Linked DNA regions of Mus musculus: region 2 is linked to region 1. The links are chromatin contacts, called in public Micro-C maps. All regions are on one chromosome and are shown on one strand. Each heading gives the region's core, a stretch centred on a gene start, on an enhancer-like site or on the middle of the called end of the contact. The rest is flanking DNA. Distances are from core to core; before and after follow the strand shown. Region 1 overlaps Irak2 (interleukin-1 receptor-associated kinase 2). Region 2 overlaps Tmem40 (transmembrane protein 40).

Region 1 (5,879 bases), core at 869-3,368:
AACCCAGGAGAGGCTCAAGAGCCAACTCCCAGGACCCAGGAAATGTGAAGGAAAATTAGAGCGAGCGACTAGTGAGTGAAACCACAGGACAAAATGTCAATCAGAGCTGGGGCGTGGTGGCACATGCCTTTAATCCCAGCACTCGGGAGGCAGAGGCAGGCGGATTTCTGAGTTCGAGGCCAGCCTGGTCTACAAAGTAAGTTCCAGGACAGCCAGGGATACACAGAGAAACCCTGTCTCGAAAAACCCACCAAAAAAAAAAAAAGGCAATTGGAGGTAGGGGGAGGGGAGGGGTAAGGACAACCCCACCCTCACCCCACCCCCGACTTGATTAGCAAGGACTCACCAAAGAAAGGAAGGCAGGCTGAAACAGAGGAAAAGGCTCACTCAGAGGGCTGCAGCTGACTGTGTGGCACAAGTCTGTAATCCCAGAACTCAAAAATAGGCAGAGGCAGGAGGATGACCAAGAACTCAAAGCCATCCTAGACCATAATGTAAGATCAATCCCCTCACAGATATACATACCCCCCACACACAAAAAAAAAAAGAAAAGAAAAGAAAGAAAAGAAGAAGAAAACTAAGGCTAGAATGAGGCTTAGCAGTTGCATACACACGGCAGCGCCAGTTGCTGTGCTTCTAAAATGGCAGTGTGGGAAGATGTCATGGATGCCAAGAGCTCTGGTCTGAGGCCTGAGAACTTTGCATGTGGTGGGCAAGGCCCTCCCTGCCCACATGGACGTGTGCCCAAGGATACCAGCCAACCAACCCGAAGTGACTGGATCTCTTACCAGGTAAACTGGACTGCGGTCCTTGTCCATCGCAGGGATGCCGGTAAGGACCTCGGCCAATACCTGGGTAGGAGAGAACACAGAGTTGACACACACAGTCAGCAAAAGACTTAGACAATGACAAAGGCTTCATCTTTTCTGATATTATTACTGTTAATACTATTATTATTTAATAATAATAGTAAATAAAATAAATAATAATTTATTTATTTATTGAGTGTGTGTGTGTGTGTGTGTGTGTGTGTGTGTGTGTGTGTTGGTATTCACCCGCCATGGCACTTGCACAGAGGTCAGAGAGCAACTTGTGAGAACTGGAGCTCACCTCCCACTGCGTGGGTCCCCGGACTGGAACTCAGGTTGTCAGGCTTGGCAGCAAGCACCTTTTCCCACTGAGCCATGTTGCAGCCCCTTTTTCTTGTTTTGGTTTGGTTTGGTTTGGTTGTTTGATTGATTGATTGATTGTTTCAAGACAGGGTTTCTCTGTGTAGTCCTGGCTGTCCTGGAACTCACTCTGCAGACCAGGCTGGCCTCAAACTCAGAAATAAGCCTGCCTCTGCCTCCCAAGTGCTAGGATTAAAGGAGTGCGCCACCACTGCCCAGCCCTTTTCTTGGTTTTTTGTTTGTTTGTTTGTTTTTGTTTGGTTTGGGTTGGTTTTTTTTGGTTTGTTTTTGTTTTTTTGTTTTTTTTGTTTTTCTTTTTTTTAAGACAAGGGTCTTTTGACATTACTCTGTAGCTGAGGGTGGCCTTGAGTTCCTGATTGTCTTGCCACCCTACCAGGATTCCCCACCCCCACCTACTTTACTCACTCACAGAGGAACACAGCCCTGAGCCAACACCCAAGTGGGAAACTGTGATTTGTACCTGTGCGAAGAGCAAGCCTGCCATTCCTGTTCATGAGATTCTCAGCAGTGTAAAAGATTCAGGAGTGAGCCAGGTGGTGGTGACGCACACCTTAAATCCCAGAACTCAGGAGGCAGAGACAGGTGGATCTCTACCCGCTCCAGGCCAGTCCGGCCTATAGAGCTAGTTCTAGGATAGCCAAGGCTACCCAAAGAAACTCTTGTCTCAAAAAACAAACAAACAAACAAACAAACAAAAAATAAAACTACAGACATGGGAGACAGACACAGAAGCCTGGACTGGAAGTCCAGCTCTGCACAAGAAGTGAGTCCCAGGGTTGGGAACTGAAACTTGGGCCAGAATCTGCATGTGTCACGTGGGGTAGAGCAGCTATGCTGCAAGATGAACAGCAATGGTGTCTCTCCCACACCCTCCTGCAACAAGTTAGAGCAGTAAACCACAGGTTAGGCACTGAGGTTACCCTGCTCACGGGGAGCGTGACAACAGTGGCCAGGAGGGGGCAGCACAGAGCACTCCATAGAAAAGGGTCTACAGTCAGTTGAGAAGAGGCAGTCAGCAAGGTCCTTGCAGGAAGGAACAGAGGAAAACAAATCAGGAGATAGACATCTCCTCTGTCTCAGCCATGTGATTCCGGAAGGAACAAGTCTCTGACAAGGGTCACTTAGTGAGCATAAAAACACTGAGACAACAGCGGGCAAGATGAGGTACTGGCGTGCAGGCCAGACTATTAGGGTTCAATCCCACAAGGTGGCAGGAGAAAGGCCACAACTCCAGATAGTTATTCTCTGACCTCCATATGCAGTATGGCATGTGCACACCTGCACACACATGCACGCATGCACATGCATATGCACACACACATGCACATAGGCACAAACATGCACACATGCACACACTCACACTAATACTACAATACCCATATATACACATCCTATTACACTCTTTTTAAATTTTATTTATTTATTTACTTACTTAATTACTTACTTATTTACTTATTTGAGACAAGTCTCTCTATAGAGCCCTCACTGCCCTGGAACTCACTTTGTAGACCAAGCTGGTCTTGAACCCACAGAGATCACCTGCCTTTGCTTTCTGAGTGCTGACATTAAAGGTATTTGCCACCACATCCAGCCCCATTACTACTCTATAAGCACCACTAACACCCCACTTTCCAGAAGGCAAAACTGAGGCCCAAACATGGGGTGGGCAGGTGTTAGATGGCGGAAGTGCCTGGACTGCACTAGGCCATACTGCCTGGTAGTTGGAGGGTCTGCCCTATTGCTTTGTTTTGACTTATTTCAATCTTTGTTTTCATTTGCTTTATTCTGTTCTGTTTGTTTTGAGATATAGTCTTCCTAAATTGCCTAGGTTCCCCTAGAACTCGCTCTGCCTCCTCTCCCAGAGAGCCACTGGTTCTCCAAGTAGGGCTGCTTAGCCTCACCGACACACTCACAGGAAACTCTAGGGGGGGATCAAATGGGGAAAATGGGAGCCAGCAGAGTGGCCAGCCAGGGGCAGAAGGAAACTGAATCTGGGACACAGAGGTCCAGTTGAGGGCAGAAGGCGGCCTGGTGAGGGCTCCAGAGGCAGATGTGAACAGACAGAAGACTGTGGTCACAGAGAGGAAGGACAGAGTTCAAGACAGGGAGGAAGGCACATGCAAAGCCCTGAGCGCAACAGTCTGAGTTTGGCTGCAGGCAACAAACTGTGCATCTCGGGTCACATTCCCAATGCTGTGGAACATTCTGTGGTCTTGCAACACCAAGTCGGACAGACAGACAGCAAGAAAACCAGGCTCTGCTGTCAAGTGGGGTTGCAGGGGCTTGCATCACCTTCTCTGCTGGGTTCACAACAACCAGGTCACAGGGTCAGCACCCTATTAAGTCTGGAATGAAAAGCCCGCTTGGCTTTGCTCGACAGTATCTTCCAAACCTATCCGTCCTCTCAGCCCTTTTAACACACCCATCCTGCAGACATCAACAGGACTCAGTGTGTCCTAAAGATGAACTGAGCAGACTATCAGGCTCAGACTACAGACGCTTTACAGTACGCCCTGAGCACCCGGCACCCGGTCCTGAGGCAGGGTATGCAGGAGAGGTAGATGGTCACCGATGGAAGAGTGATGAAGAAACATGACAGAGAAATAGGTGGTAGGCCAACAGTATGGACGGGAAGCAGGAAGTCGAGAGATAACATCTACAGCCCACAGAATCACCAACCATACACAGTTTCTGTATATACCTGTTTACCATTTTTTAAGAGTTTCTGACACAAGGTTAAGTTGACCTAGAACTCGCTATGTAGCCCAGGCTAGCCTGAACTAAAAGCAATCTTCCTGCCTTGACTTTCCAAGTGCTGGGATTACAAACATCTACCCCCATGCCCAGCTATGTAAACCTTTTTAACCATGAAAATCACTTATAACTCAGAAGCCATGTAAAATAGACCATAGAAGTTAGGCCTGGTTGCACACAGCTGCAATTCCAGTACTCAAAGGGCTGAGGCAGGATCGTGGTTGGTGGCTAGGCTGGACCACAGGGACCCAGTGACACCTTATTGCAAAAATTTGGGAAGTATGGCTCAGTGGTAGAACACATGTCTCGCATGTCTGAGGGTCTCGGTATTATCTCCGGTACCAAAAATGGGGGTGGGGAGGCAAATTAGGGACATACGTCAGTCCGTGAATGGTCACCTTGTGAACATAGGACTTGAGAGCTCAGATCCTGAGATTCTCATATACAAATGCCAGATGTTGTGGTATGCACTTGTAATTCAAGCCCTGGGGAGACTGAGACAGGAGGATCCTTGGGGTTCACTGGTGAGTCTAGCCTAACTCGTGAGCTTCAGGTCCATGAGAGAGCCGATCCCAAAGGAGGTCGATACTACCTGAGCGTCTCACTCGAACTACACCCCCATCCCACACCCCACACATAATGCACACCCACAGACTAAGAGCAAGTGAAATAAACGGTTTTCAAAGATGCCTTTGTCTCGGATCTGGCCTGGAGGCCACAGTCCAGCAGCCTCTGCTGTAACTCCACGCAAGCCCCACGCTTACAGCCAGCCTGTGGGCAGACGAGGAAATGCTTACAATTCCACAGCTGAAGATGTCCACCTGCTTGGTCAGCTGCCCCACTCTGATGAAGTGTTCCGGCAGATATGCAGCTGAGGCCTGGAACAGGTGAGTCCTCATGACGGTATATTTGGTCTTTTTATTGTCGGGATGAGGGTGAGCCACAGGATGAGCCAGCTTGGGGTTAAGATGCTGGTCCAGCAAGACGTTGGCACTGCGGGAAAGCAAGTGAAGAGGTTGCCGTGGAGACACACTGGCCAAACAATTTAGCACTGGGCAAGCGTCAGCCCTGGGAATGGTGGAGTGGAGGCACTCACAGAAGACACTCAACATGAAATAGCCAGCCATAAATGGGTAGGACCTTGGAAACCCACTCACTCCATTAAATGGAAATGGAGCTGAAAATTGGCCTAGTTGCCCCAGGAATATGCAGGAAATGCAGACTTCTACTCCCCACAGATGCCAGCCCTGGCCGGCCCCACCGCTCATCAGGTCAAGCCCACTGCTCATTCTGGCCTAGACTCCTCTAAAGCTGTTCCCATTACAAGCTCTGGCCTCTCTGGGGCCAACCCAGACACTGGCATCCTTTATAACCCAGTTACATCCTTTGTAACTCAGTTTGCTCAGGTTGTAGGGAAGGGGAGCTTTTTTTTTTTAATTTTTAAAGGGAGAAGTGAAAATATACTTTGATCCAGTCATAATTGGAGGGAGAGAAAATTCTCAGAGAGAGAATTCCTTGGGGGAGGGGGTATGCATGCCACATCTTGCCAGGGGAGCTCAGTGGGAAGTTTTGCAGGCTCTCTCCTTCCATCATTTAGATTCAAGGGATCAAACTCAGGCCATCAGGCCTGGCAGCGAGCATTTTCACCCGCTGAGCCATCTCACTGGTCCACCGAGCAGTATTTGAAAAAGAAGACACCAGGCCAGGCACAGTGGCAGCTCACCTATAATCCCCAGCACTTGGGAAACTAAGATAGAGCTGCTGGAAGTTCGAGGCCAGTGTAGGCTACGTAGTGAGCTTCAGGTCAGCCTGGGCTACACTGGTAAGTTAGAGGCCAGTTCTGCTCGACAGCAAGACTTTGTCTCAATAAACAAACAAAAAAAAAGTTTAAAAAATCTTTTTAATAATAGCCAGCAACTCCAATATCTACTATTA
Region 2 (5,879 bases), core at 2,104-4,603, 2.1 Mb before region 1:
ACAACCATCTGTAATGAGACCTGATTCCCTCTTCTGGCGTGTCTGAAGACAGCTACAGCATACTCATATGCATAAAATAAATAACTAATAAAAAAGAATGGCTCAGACACCCTGTCCGCATTTAGGAACTGTTTCCAAGAGCCCTGTGTGACGGTGAGGAGACATAGAGAGCACAGAGATGGAGTGTAAATGACAGAGAACTTCGCTCAGTAGCACTTCAACAAAGAAGGAGAATTCACAGATTGGCCTAGTTCACCAAAGAGCCTGCCAGATGCACACTATCAATAGAGAGATTGGGACCCCCAATATCCACCCACTCCCCCAACTCGGGGTAATGAGCCAGGGAAACAACAAGAACACAGGCTTACTCAGAGCAAGAAGACCACACAGCACACGTGTCTGCCTCTGGGCGCTGGCACTGTGGGTGATCTTGATATTGTTTCATTTGCTTATCTGGATTTATTTATTTATTTTAGTACTAGAAATTGAACCCAAGGCTGGTCACTTTGTTGTTATTTCACGTTGTTTTGTTTTTAATATTGGCTTTACTTTCATTGTCTTAAAGATGTGTTTATTTTATGTGTATGAGTGTTTTTCCTACATGTGTGTCTGTGTACCATTTGCGTGCCTGTAGAGGCTGAAGAGGGGGTCCACTCTCCCAGACTTAGAATTACAGATGTGAGCTGGCATGAGGGTGGGGACCGAACCCAGGTCCTCTGAAAGAGGATCAAGAGGATCTGTTTCTCCTGCCCCTTAATTTTATATGTGTGTGTCTGAGTGTGGGTTTATGCATAAGTGCAGTCCCAGAAGAAGCCAGAAGAGGGCAGCAGATTCCCCCAAAACAAGAGCCGCGGGAGCTTGTGAGCATCTGGTACTCAGCCACCTCTCCAGCCTGTTTTTTTTTTGTTTTAAATAAAAAGTACTGACTTCCCATGGCTTGTGGTGGGGATTACTTCCTGGTAGGTGGAGCAGGAACTGTAAAGCCTGCTCCAGTCCCCACCCAGCCTACAACCGATCAGTGCAAGTCTCCAGGTAGGTTCCTACCCTCTTCCCTAGGCCCCTCTCAGGAGGGCACCAATCATGTGTGTGCTCACTGATTCTCCTTCCGTGCAGGTGCTGCTGGGGAAATGGTGCCTACTGGGGAGTCAGGTGAGTATCCAGGAAGGGAAGGGAGTCAACGATTCTGGAGTTCAGTGGGGTCTGGGCATTGTCTTGTTGGAGCACTTTCAGTGGGCATTGTCCTGGTGGAGCACCCTCAGTGGGCATTGTCCTGGTGGAGCACTCTCAGTGGGCATTGGAGCATTGTCAGTCCTGGTGGAGCACTGTCAGTCCTGGAGGAGCACTGTCAGTGGGCATTGTCCTGTTGGAGCATTGTCAGTAGGCATTGTCCTGGTGGAGCACTGTCAGTAGGCATAGACCTGGTAGAGCACTGTCAGTGGGCATAGTCCTGGTGGAGCACTCTCAGGGTCACAGCCATGAGATATGGCAACTCCGGGCCTACTTAGGGACCTGACTGCACGAACAGACAGGGGAGAGGTGGTGGGACATGGAAATGGCGGTCCAGGCAAGAGGAAGCAGGTATCAACCAGCGAGGAAAGGTCCCTTGGGTTCCATGGCTGGAACATTATCTAGAGAAGTTCTCAACCTGTGGGTCTCAACGCCTTTGGGGGTCACATATCAGTTATCCTGTACACCAGATATTTACATTATGGTTTATGGCAATAGCAAAATTATAGTTATGAAATAGCAATGAAATAATTTTATGGTTGTGGAGGTTGTCACCACAACATGAGGAATTATTTTAAAGGGTCGCAACATTAGGACGGTTGAAAACCACTGTCTTCAGTCACCTCTGGCCTCTCCCCAGAGTGGCAGCACCTGGCAAGGTGCCTTGGCTGACATGGAGCTAACACTGAGTTTCTCATTTCTAGGACTCCGAAGGAGAGGTTCCGGCTCAGCGGAGGGTAAATATACAAGCTCCCGGGACAGCTGGAAGCTGTGCCAGGGGCCAGAGGGGACCACCAATGACCTGAGGCCAGTTCTGGCAGGGATGTCAATACATGCGTGATTCCGAAAGAAGTCTCCATCATGGGAGAGATGGAAGGAAGAAGAGGGCTAGGCCTATGGAGGGATGAGAAAGTCAGGGAGGGGTCCTGCTGTGAGCACCCCCTGACCCACAGACAAACACCCAGTGATGGAGTCTTTAAGTGGGGAGTGGTAACCTCCAAAACACATCTTTCTGTCTTTCATTGTTAAGGAGAAGTGGAGGCCTCTCAGTTAAGAAGACTGAACATAAAGAAGGATGGTAAGTTGGTGTCCAAGAGCTGTCCTCACCTGGCTGGTCCCGATTTCTGTGGATCCAAGATGGCTGGTGGCTGGAATGATAGTAACCCTAGCCACCTCTGTCAGGGGTCCCACAGTCAGCAGAGTCCTCAGCAATCTTGGTTGAGGGGACAAGCAGTGATGTCTATCTTTCCATGTAGGAACCGAAGGCCAGGGTTGGGGGCCTTAGAGCTACTGAAGGGCACAGCCTGGGTTTGGCATAGCCTAGGACTGGTGCCCAACCTACGCTCCTTTGGTTGTATGTGAGAGCACAGTGAGATCAATGCTTCACGAGCCGTGTGGTGGGGCACAGTTAGGGTGTGGGGGTTAGGAAGTTCCCCTGGAGAAGTGATGAGAGCTTCTTGGGCTTCCTCTGCTCCAAGCCTGGACTCCACGAGGACTTCAGGAAAGAGCTTGCGGATAGGAAAGAGAGACCTTGGGGTGTTCGTTTATGTAGATTTTTGAGACACAGCTTCTCTGCGTAGCCCTGGCTCTCAGGGAACTAGCTCTGTAGACCAGGATGCCCTCACGCTTAGGTCCTTTTCCCTCAGCATCCCCAGGACTAGAACTGCAGGAGTGCATGCTGGACTTCCCCTAAACTCTCTTTTGTATTCCCCTGAGTGAGAAAGAAGGGGGACCTTGCTGTCTATCCTGCTGACATCCCTTTTAAGAAGCATCGGAGATCCAGCCTCTCGTGCCTGTTAGCCTCAGAACGTCACACTTGGCATCTTTACGTGGTTTAATGCTCACTCAGGAAATTAATTCCTGAGCACCCCCGTGGGGCTGCGCTGGCGGCTCAGTCTGACGGAGAATCTCCTCTGAGACTTAGAGCCAGGGAGGCGGGAACCCATAAGCACAGATATAAACTCCAAGCTGAGTGGCTGTACACGTTCCAACAATAAAGAGGAGAGATGGATGGGCTGGAGAGGGGGCTCCTGGGTGCTAGTAACATGGGCTGGTCAGGAGCGAGAGCACTGTAGTGTATAAAACAGGAAGGGGCTGGGCCGGTGCTTTAGCCAATCAGTGTGCTTCCCCTTCCTTTCTCAGAGGACTGGAGTTTGGAGCACAGCACCTACATCAGATCCCCCACAAATGCCTGTAACTCCAGCTCCAAGGCATCTAACACCCCCTTCAGGCTTCTGTGGGTACTTACTTGATGCACACGTGCAAGCATATGTTCATGTGCACGCGCTCACGTGTGTGTGCGCGCGCACACACACACACACACACCGCAAAATAAAACTTAGAGTAGTCGGGCATGGTGATGCACATCTTTGACTCTTACACGCGTTCTCGCGACCGGCCAGGAAGAACGCAACAAACCGGAATCTTCTGCGGCAAAGCTTTATTGCTTACATCTTCAGGAGCCAGAGAGCAAGAGAGCAAGAGCAAGAGCTCTATTGCTTACATCTTTAGGAGCCAGAACGCAAGAGCGCAAGAGTGCAAGAGCGGGCTGGTGAGATGGCTCAGTGGGTAAGAGCACCCGACTGCTCTTCCAAAGGTCTGAAGTTCAAATCCCAGCAACCACATGGTGGCTCACAACCATCTGTAACAAGATCTGACGCCCTCTTCTGGAGTGTCTGAAGACAGCTACAGTGTACTTACATATAATAAATAAATAAATCTTTAAAAAAAAAAGAGTGCAAGAGCAAGAGAGCAAGCAAGCGAGAGAATAGCAAAACCCCGTCCCTTTTAAGGAGAATTATCCTCCGCCTAGGATGTGTCACTCCCTGATTGGCTGCAGCCCATCGGCCGAGTTGTCGTCACGGGGAAGGCAGAGCACATGGAGTGGAGAACTACCCTTGGCACATGCGCAGATTATTTGTTTACCACTTAGAACACAGGATGTCAGCGCCATCTTGTAACGGCGAATGTGAGGGCGGCTCCCAACATTTGACCCCAGCACTATGCTGGGAGAGACAGTTGGATCATCAGCTACCATTATACAGTGAAACCCTGTCTCATAAACAAACAAACAAACAAACAAATAGCTGGGTATGGTGGCACATGCTTTTAATCCTAGTACTCTGGAGCCAGAGGCAGGTGGATATCTGTGAAATCAAAGCCGGCTTGGTCTACACAGGGAGTTTCAAGTCACCCAAGGCAACACAGTAACACACACACACGCACATGCACACGCATACACACACACACACAGGAGAAACCTGGCATGCCAGGCATGGTACTGTGGCACTCACCTGTAACTCTAGTTGCTCTGACGGTTGAGGCAGAAGAATCCTAATTTGAAGGTCACCTTGGGCTGCGTAGAGACCCTGCCTTGAAAAACATCAAAAATTAAAAACGAGAGGGTTGTTGTGATGGCCTGAGTTGAGAGAGAGAGAGAGAGAGAGAGAGAACCATCCACCATCTTTTCTTGCAGATGAGTTTTTCCATTTTGTCCTTCTCTGCTTTGCCATCGGAGCCTTGCTGGTGTGTTACCACTACTATGCAGGTGAGGCCTGCGGGGGACCTGGGGAGGGGCTGTGTGGGCGGACAGGAGTCAACCTCCACTCCTACAATGAATAGCTAATTGTTGTCTCCTGGCTGCCTTGCAGACTGGTTCATGTCCCTCGGGGTCGGCCTGCTCACCTTTGCTTCTCTCGAGACCATTGGCATCTATTTCGGGCTCGGTAAGTGATCCTTCAAAAAACTACATAGCCCCGCAGGCTCCTGGAGGGGTGGCAGCTGGGCTGGCTGGCCATCACCCTCTAGATTGGCTAAGAGCCACAATCTAAACTTTTTTTTTTTAAAGTAAATTCCTCATGTTTGTATTTTCTTCCTGACCGCATTGTGAAGTCAAAGGGAGGTCATTGGCAAAACCTTGTGGAAAAAAGGGGTTAGTTCCACAAAAAACGGTTTGAAGTGGCAAACACACATAGCTCCTCAGATACTGAAAACAAGCAAGTAGAGCCAGAAATCGAGGTCGCGGGGTTTCCTGCCCCTGTTATTACAGCCTGTGATTCGTTTTCCGTGTAATAGCTGCAGCACTGTTATTGACGTTAGTCTGAAATTGCATGTTAAGGCTCTGTTTGCGTGGGGTGTGCTTTGGCTCTGGGGCAGCGGGGGAGTGAGCCTGACCCTGGGGCCCCTTAAGGGGCCACCGTCCTTACCAACATTTCCCCCTTGTTCTCTGAGCAGTGTACCGGATCCACAGCGTGCTTCAGGGCTTCATCCCCCTCCTTCAGAAGTTCCGGCTGCCAGGTAATGGTGCCGCACGTTTCCCCATCCAAAACCCTCTCCCGATTGGGGCTTTCTCCTTGGAAAAAGATCTGTCGTCTATGGAAAGTCCCTGAGTCAGGAGGCTCGGGTTCAAGTTCTGCCTGTGTCCTGTGACCCCCCCAGATAGCCCTTTTCTGTGCTGAGAATGGAATCCGAGACCTGCAGCACGCTAGGCAAGCCACAACCCAGCCGTCTGTAGCCTCAGGCTTCTCGGCTGGAAAGCTGGTGCATTTCTTACTGCACAGACTGTCCCTAAGTGAGGAAGCATGCAGAGGGGTGTCAGCATTGAAGAAAAGCCAGGAAGTCTGTACTCCTCAAATGCTACCTCCTCCCTGACT

The links. A called contact is a pair of places that touch in the nucleus more often than the background predicts.
Region 2: a Micro-C map of embryonic stem cells shows a contact between it and region 1, with 13 times the contacts expected there. The contact joins two enhancer-like sites. A contact is called at or near these places in 1 of 39 promoter capture datasets (embryonic stem cells), 1 of 484 Hi-C or Micro-C datasets (embryonic stem cells) and 1 of 115 datasets of contacts at active chromatin or transcription factors (embryonic stem cells).

What each region holds. Positions count from the first base shown.
Region 1 is chr6:113,677,705-113,683,583 of GRCm38.p6, reverse strand. It overlaps Irak2 (interleukin-1 receptor-associated kinase 2), which reads right to left. Exons shown (of 13, transcript NM_172161.4): 9 at 4,742-4,937; 10 at 789-851. Among named protein-coding and RNA genes, the nearest start is that of Tatdn2, 16 kb to the left of the region's middle. Within about 2 kb of position 2,118, at least 72 of the 459 cell types and tissues checked have an H3K27ac peak or open chromatin away from gene starts, as enhancers often do. A contact at or near this core is called in embryonic stem cells, where this site is marked.
Region 2 is chr6:115,730,080-115,735,958 of GRCm38.p6, reverse strand. It overlaps Tmem40 (transmembrane protein 40), which reads left to right. Exons shown (of 12, transcript NM_144805.2): 6 at 1,114-1,149; 7 at 1,932-1,964; 8 at 2,258-2,305; 9 at 4,703-4,774; 10 at 4,878-4,952; 11 at 5,461-5,523. Among named protein-coding and RNA genes, the nearest start is that of Gm24008, 9.2 kb to the right of the region's middle. Within about 2 kb of position 3,353, at least 12 of the 459 cell types and tissues checked have an H3K27ac peak or open chromatin away from gene starts, as enhancers often do. A contact at or near this core is called in embryonic stem cells, where this site is marked.